Linked DNA regions of Danio rerio: region 1 is linked to region 2. A link is a contact called in public Micro-C data. All regions are on one chromosome and are shown on one strand. Each heading gives the region's core, a stretch centred on a gene start, on an enhancer-like site or on the middle of the called end of the contact. The rest is flanking DNA. Distances are from core to core; before and after follow the strand shown. Region 1 holds the start of cdc42bpb (CDC42 binding protein kinase beta (DMPK-like)). Region 2 overlaps cdc42bpb (CDC42 binding protein kinase beta (DMPK-like)).

Evidence for each region. A called contact is a pair of places that touch in the nucleus more often than the background predicts.
Region 1: a contact with region 2 is called in a Micro-C map of caudal fin, with 7 times the contacts expected there. The contact joins the promoter of cdc42bpb here to the enhancer-like site in region 2. A contact is called at or near these places in 2 of 18 Hi-C or Micro-C datasets (caudal fin and an unstated tissue).

The regions. Positions count from the first base shown.
Region 1 is chr20:20,983,992-20,987,279 of GRCz12tu, forward strand. cdc42bpb (CDC42 binding protein kinase beta (DMPK-like)) reads right to left here and starts at 1,528. Exons shown (of 36, transcript NM_001045125.2): 1 at 1,332-1,528. The coding sequence starts at 1,506.
Region 2 is chr20:20,914,197-20,917,529 of GRCz12tu, forward strand. It overlaps cdc42bpb (CDC42 binding protein kinase beta (DMPK-like)), which reads right to left. Exons shown (of 36, transcript NM_001045125.2): 6 at 2,241-2,334. Among named protein-coding and RNA genes, the nearest start is that of cdc42bpb, 70 kb to the right of the region's middle. Within about 2 kb of position 2,000, at least 8 of the 62 cell types and tissues checked have an H3K27ac peak or open chromatin away from gene starts, as enhancers often do. A contact at or near this core is called in caudal fin, where this site is marked.

The DNA of each region.
Region 1 (3,288 bases), core at 278-2,777, 69 kb after region 2:
TATGTATGATTTTGGGAAAAATAGATGATTTTCTCTTCATAGAAGGACCCTAATATACAGTATACAGTTTTTTCTAACTATTAATTTAGACTCACTACAAATCTTTACTTTTTAAACATTACATTTTGCCCACACTACTGAGATTTCTTTTTACATCTTCGTAAACAATATATGACAATATATACTATATATTAGGCATCGGACGAGAACCGTTTTCAAGGAATACTGCGGTTTAAAAGTCAAGGTTTTAAAACCGACAAAGTTTTCTGTAATACAGTTCCTAAGGTATAAGTAAGATTTTTATTTACATTTTTTTTACAACAACATTATTTCCAGCAGAAAAAATATCCAAAGATGCCATTTTAAAATGTAAAGAAATCTGTGTTTTTGAAACAAATGAAGACAGCAGAAGTCTATGATTCATTTTGATTATTTAGCCTGCCATGTTTACTGCTCCAAAATATTATAAACTTTCAAAAAATAAAATATATTGTTTTCAAAGGGGAAAAATTGGTTGTTTTTTTACTCAGACATTGAAAAAGAATATCTTTTAGAGCAGTGAGCACAATACCGTGAAACCGTGATATTTTTATCCAAGGTTATCATACCCATATATGATTAGGTTATCATACCTATTATATATATATATATATATATATATATATATATATATATATATATATAAACACACACACACACACAAACGGTTTAGATGCAAAAAACTTTAAATCCTTCTAAGACTCTTGCGTGTAGAAATTTTGCTCTTAAAGTGAGAAATACGTTCTTTTCATTGCCTTCAGTGAAATACTAGAACATAAACATAGGAGGTTGCGAAAAATGCTCATGTTAGGAGAGAATTTCAGATGATATTTAAAGGTTTTTGCATCTGAACTCTTCCTATCTTAATATATAATATCAACACACACACACACACACACACACACACACACACACATATATATATATATATATATATATATATATATATATATATATATATATATATATATATATAAATTATTATAAGCAGATGCAACTTCAGCAGCATCTACTTTGCATCAGCTGCCCAACCCTATACTATCCACCATAAGCTCATATAAATCCTTGTTTTTGAGTACTTCAACTGGAACAACAACACGTCAAGCAGTATCGTCCAAACAACGAGGCCAGGAATCCCAAGAGCAAATGTCACGGCAGCAATTTTGACAATAGCCTGAAGTCAGCTGGGTGATTAAGGCAAATGTAATAACAGATAAACAGGTCTTAAAGGCACACGCACAGATTTTCATCCCCGAACGCGGTCACTAATGCACTCAAATCCATCAACTTACCCCATTCCAAAAAGTCCGTCACATGTTTTTCCCGTTTTAAGGGCGAGTTGCTGCACTCGTTGTATAAACATATGAGAATATCCAGCAGTGTCTCCACACTCAGTGACTTGTCGTTTTTCTGATGGCCATCCAGCAGCAACTGCTCCAACTTCTTCAGGCGCACCTTCGCAGACATTTTCTACCAATTTAGCGGCCTGGCTACCACTCCCAGAGCCAGAAGATGTGAAATAACACTTGTCGGATTTAATATAACCGGTATTCGCGTTATAAATACACACAGTTGGTGTTTATCTGGCCAAAACGTGTGGAGCTCTGAAGTCCCAGACTCCAACTGCTAGCCAGCCATCCAGCTAGCCAGCTAGCAAAATGTGCCCAACATTGTGCTGAGATAAACGAAGCCCTAATGCGCCTAACCCCGCTGTTGTCCGCCGGTTTCCAGCCTTTCCTCCCCCCTCCTCACTCCTGAGGCCCCGTCGGCTCCATTCGCCTTAATCCGGACAAATCTGTACTTTCCACTTTGCGGGATGTGTCGGGGCTTTTTCTCCCGTCGAATCTCAGGATGACTGGACGCTCATTCCGCTCAGCTGGAATTCTTCAGGAATAAACGAAGAACTACACACACCTTGGACCTACATAAACACGCCCCCCACAAAACTGGGTGATTTCTCGAGGTAGGCGAATCCTCGAGTGTGAGCGGGACTAGCCGGTGTGCTGCTCCGCGAAGCCGAATATGGCTGCATTCGTGTTCAGCCTTGTCTAGCGTTCCCGAATGAAGAATCCAGACCCGGGATAGCGGAGCCCCGCCCACCCGCACCGGAAACGCTGGGGATATGTGTGTGACGCCATGGTTTGATTGACACCGGGAGGCGGCGAGCACTGACCTCATCAGGAGCTCATATGCACTGAAAACAGCCGAAGCGTCCTCTCGTTGACCAGACCCAAACACTCGGTTCAACAGGGAACTCCGTGAATGAAGAGCTTACAGATTTTAGCAACAGTGGCGGATTTAGGGATTTGGGGGCCCCAAGTTCTGAAATGTATCCTTTCTACTTTTATTTAATTTGTATTTATTTTGTCACTATATCACTATCACTATATATTCTTTTCTACGTTTTATCTCAATACATTTACATGTTTTACTTAAAAAAAAAAAAAAAACTTTTTTAATACATTTACAATTTTACATTTTAAATAATTAGATTGCTTAAAATGAATTTACTATTAACAAAAATAATAAATAAATAAATATATATATATATATATATATATATATATATATATATATATATATATATATATATATATATATATATATATATATATATATATATATGGCTCCATGATTGATGGTGGTGGATATGTTTTAGTAGTATTATTATTACATAACATAGTAATATTAATAGTATATTTTATTGTATATAAAATAACATTTAATTACCTAATAATTTTATTTGCATAACTGTTATACAAAATGTGATAGAAAACAATGTTATATATAGTTTATAGGTATAATTTATACTTCAAGATATTTATTGGGGGCCCCTTGATATCCTGGAGCCCCAAGCAGCCGCTTACCTTGCATATTGATTAAATCTGCCCCTGATTAGCAAATGTATGTTTGTTTTTCTCTGGTGTTCTAATTACTTTCTACTTTTTAAAATAATTTTAAATTAAACATGTAAATATTTATTAAGGCTGACACAGGGATGCAGTAGGTAGTGCTGTCGCCTCTCACAAAAAGGTCGCTGGTTCGAGCCACGGCTGGGTCAGTTGGCATTTCTGTGTGGAGTTTGCATGTTGTCCTCGTGTTTGTGTGGGTTTCCTCTGGGTGCTCCGGTTTTCCCCACAGTCCAAAGACATGCGGTACAGGTGAATTGGGTAGGCTAAATTGTCAGTAGAGTATGAGTGTGTGTGGATGTTTCCCAGAGATGGATTGCCAATGGAAGGGCATCTGCTG
Region 2 (3,333 bases), core at 750-3,249:
ATGTATCATGATATTTGGAATAAAAATTGAAAATTAAACTGAAATGCAAATTTTACCAAGTAAACTATTTTTTATGTATTTCTTTTGTTTCAACTTGTTAAACTGAACCTACTTTAAGAAAATAAATTCAACAGGCCTGTCCCTGGAAAATAAAACAATTAAAAAACTTCTTAAAATATTATTGAACATTACTAGCCATTATTGAACTTATTAGCCACATTTCCAGGTATTTAATTCATATTTAATTAAATTCATTTAGAAATATCTCTAATTACAATTGTGACTAGTCAAAACTCATTTAGAGATATCTGCAAATATTTTTCAATGGAAGTCAATGGAGGAATATGACTAGTCATAATATTTTTGCAGATATCTCCAATCTGATTTCGTACTAGTACAATTGTAAATGCAGATATCTGTAATTGTCATTCTGACTAGTCGAATTATAATTATGACTAGTCAAAATATAATTAGAGATATCTCAAAATATGTTTATGGATAGTCACAACAAAGGTTTAAATGCTAAAACGGCTTGCCATGCGCGCGTCTATCAAAGTCCGCCCTCTGTAGTAACAGCTCACGGTCAGCTCACGTCATGTGTGATTTTGCGGCGGGAACATTATTTGAAGACAGAATGATATTTTAGGGTGAATTGTACCTTATAAATACAGTGTGTGACTCTTTCAACACCATTAGGAGGTATCCATGTCGCTGTGCAAAGTATGTAAATCACTGTGAAGACTTTAAAACTTAGGATGTTTGACCCAGTATGCGTGTCAAAAAGCGGACGAGTCTAAAGCAATGACTGTACAACCGAAATGTTGCCAGACGTCTGATTTTGAAGGATGGGCCATCCTTTATTTCAGCTCCACTCATCTTGGTCTGCTAACATTACTGCTGCTGCAATCTGAACTCACATGCGACAGCAGGTGGAACGTAGCTCACGTGCAAACAGTGACTAATAAGAGAAACTAATAAGAGAAAACGGACGTCATATCGTAATTAAATCGTCAAAACGCCACGATGCATATTGAGACATTTTTGCATCGCAATAAATCGTACAACGATAAATCGTTACACCCCTACTCATTACTGAGTAAGATAAACTTCGATAAGAAAAGATGTGCATAAACTACGATGGAAAAACTTTTATCAAACAAATTCCAGTATGTGCATTAAAAAAGCTCATGTGATTTTGTTATAAGAGATCATGTGATGAAAAAAATGTGTGCAAATGGATAAATTAGCAGACTGAGCACCCTGTAAAATGACTGAAATGTTGTTTAGGTCATTCTAAAATACTTTAACCATATCAGTATTAGAGTTATTATATTATTATTTACCTTCAGAATCAAGAGTGTCTGTGCTCCGCGTCTCACGCCTTCAAACGCAACCACGCGTGTCAGGATTGCCTTCTGAGGTGCAATTCATTTATTAGATGAGGAAATGATTCATGCTGCTTGTCCTAGCACAGCAAATTACATTTTTACTGTTGATATTTGGAGCCAGTTAATCTGGAAGTGACGCTTTTGTTCGATTTGACTCGGATAGAAATGCTGCTTTACTCACACATTTTTGGATGGAAACATAGCTAATGACTTCCATATGATTTGTTTTTCCTACTATGATATTCAATGCTTACAGCATTCTTCAAAATATCAACTTTTGTGTTCAACAGAAGAAATAAACTCATAAAGGTTTGGAATCATTTAAGGGAGAGTAAATGGTGAGTACATTTTCACTTTTGGGTGAACTAGCCCTTTTAAATCTCAGTCAATTGTGCATCATTACAACCTCTACTCATCTTCATCCAATTAAAAGAGTAACATCCCCAAACAATAAGGGATCTCCTCACATGTAAAACAAGCCGGTAAAACAAAAAAAATTAATAGATAAATAACGCCTCATCTGCATGCTGCTGGCACACACCAACACACACACAACATTAGATAAAAGCTGTTTTGGCCTTGGTATCAGCGCTCTATGGTGACTCATCAGATTGTGAGTACAGGAGTGGCAGCAACGGCCCTTTCTAATTAGCCTCTCTTTCTAGGGCAGCAGTGGCTCCATTAATGTCAGAAGCAAAGAGAAAGAGAGAAACAGAGAGAGGAAGAGAGAAAAAAAGGGCAGGGGCAGTGATTTTATCCAACAGATGGAGACCACCCTGAGAGGATGACAAACAGGCTCTGGTTTTGGACTCACACCCTAGTTTTTATTTTTTTAAGTTGAGCCACACTCACCGTGCCGTCTTGCATCATCTTCAGACAGGAGCCGAAGTCAGCGAGTCGGATGTGGCCGTTCATGTCCAGCAGCACGTTGTCTGGTTTTATATCCCTGTGGGAGCAAGAAACAACTTTAAGCATAAAGTAATTTAAGTAGCCTTTAAAAATAAAACAATTATAAAAAAGGTTTCTTAAAAACATTAACTTTAAACACCTAAAATTCACATTAATTTATTTTCGCTGCAATCATTTCAAACTAGTATGAGTTACCTTCTTTCGAGTTCAACAGAAGAAACAGCATGATAAAAACCGACAGCCATTGAATTTTTTTCCTAATAATGATGCCAGTGGCTATCGAATCCAACATTTTTCAAAATATCTTCTTTTTGTCCAACATAAAAAACCAATAAATGTTTGAAACAACCAGTGAATGTATAAATGATGACAGGATGTTTATTTTGCTAAGCTGAACTATCCCTTTAAGAGCTTTTTACATTAGAAATGAACCAATCATGAACAAAAATTGGTTGCCAGCATAGAAAATTCACACGATAAAATCTGGTAAAAAATTTTTTAATTCTAATAAATAATAATCAAATTATTGAAATAAAAAGAAAAGCATTGGCCTAAATGATGCAAAAAGTACTAACATGATGAGCTGATGAGAAAATCGACAATTTGGGTTTGTAAATGTCTCTTGGATTTCAGTGGTTTCATGCTCCCGGTAGTTACACAAACACAATGGGTCAGCGCAAACGTTTATCAACATAACGTTACATTTTTTGGGTCACAAGCCACCAGTTGAGTACCCGCGCTATAAAGACGGCTCTGAAAAAAAAAAAAAAAAAAGGAAAAACCAACACTCCAGTAGACCTACACACCATTCATCCCGCAGCTGACTGGGAGATGTTATTACTCCAGTGGGCAACAGTTTTGCCATGCTCAGCCATGCCCTGCTCTCCATGTAAACAGGCTGCCTTTGTTCACACACACACACACACACACTCTCACACACACTCACACACTCTCTCCACCACTAGGCCACACACACAGTGCCCTCTGATTCGCAGCACTGGCACCATGGCGAGCACAGCGGGTACAGAGTAAACAT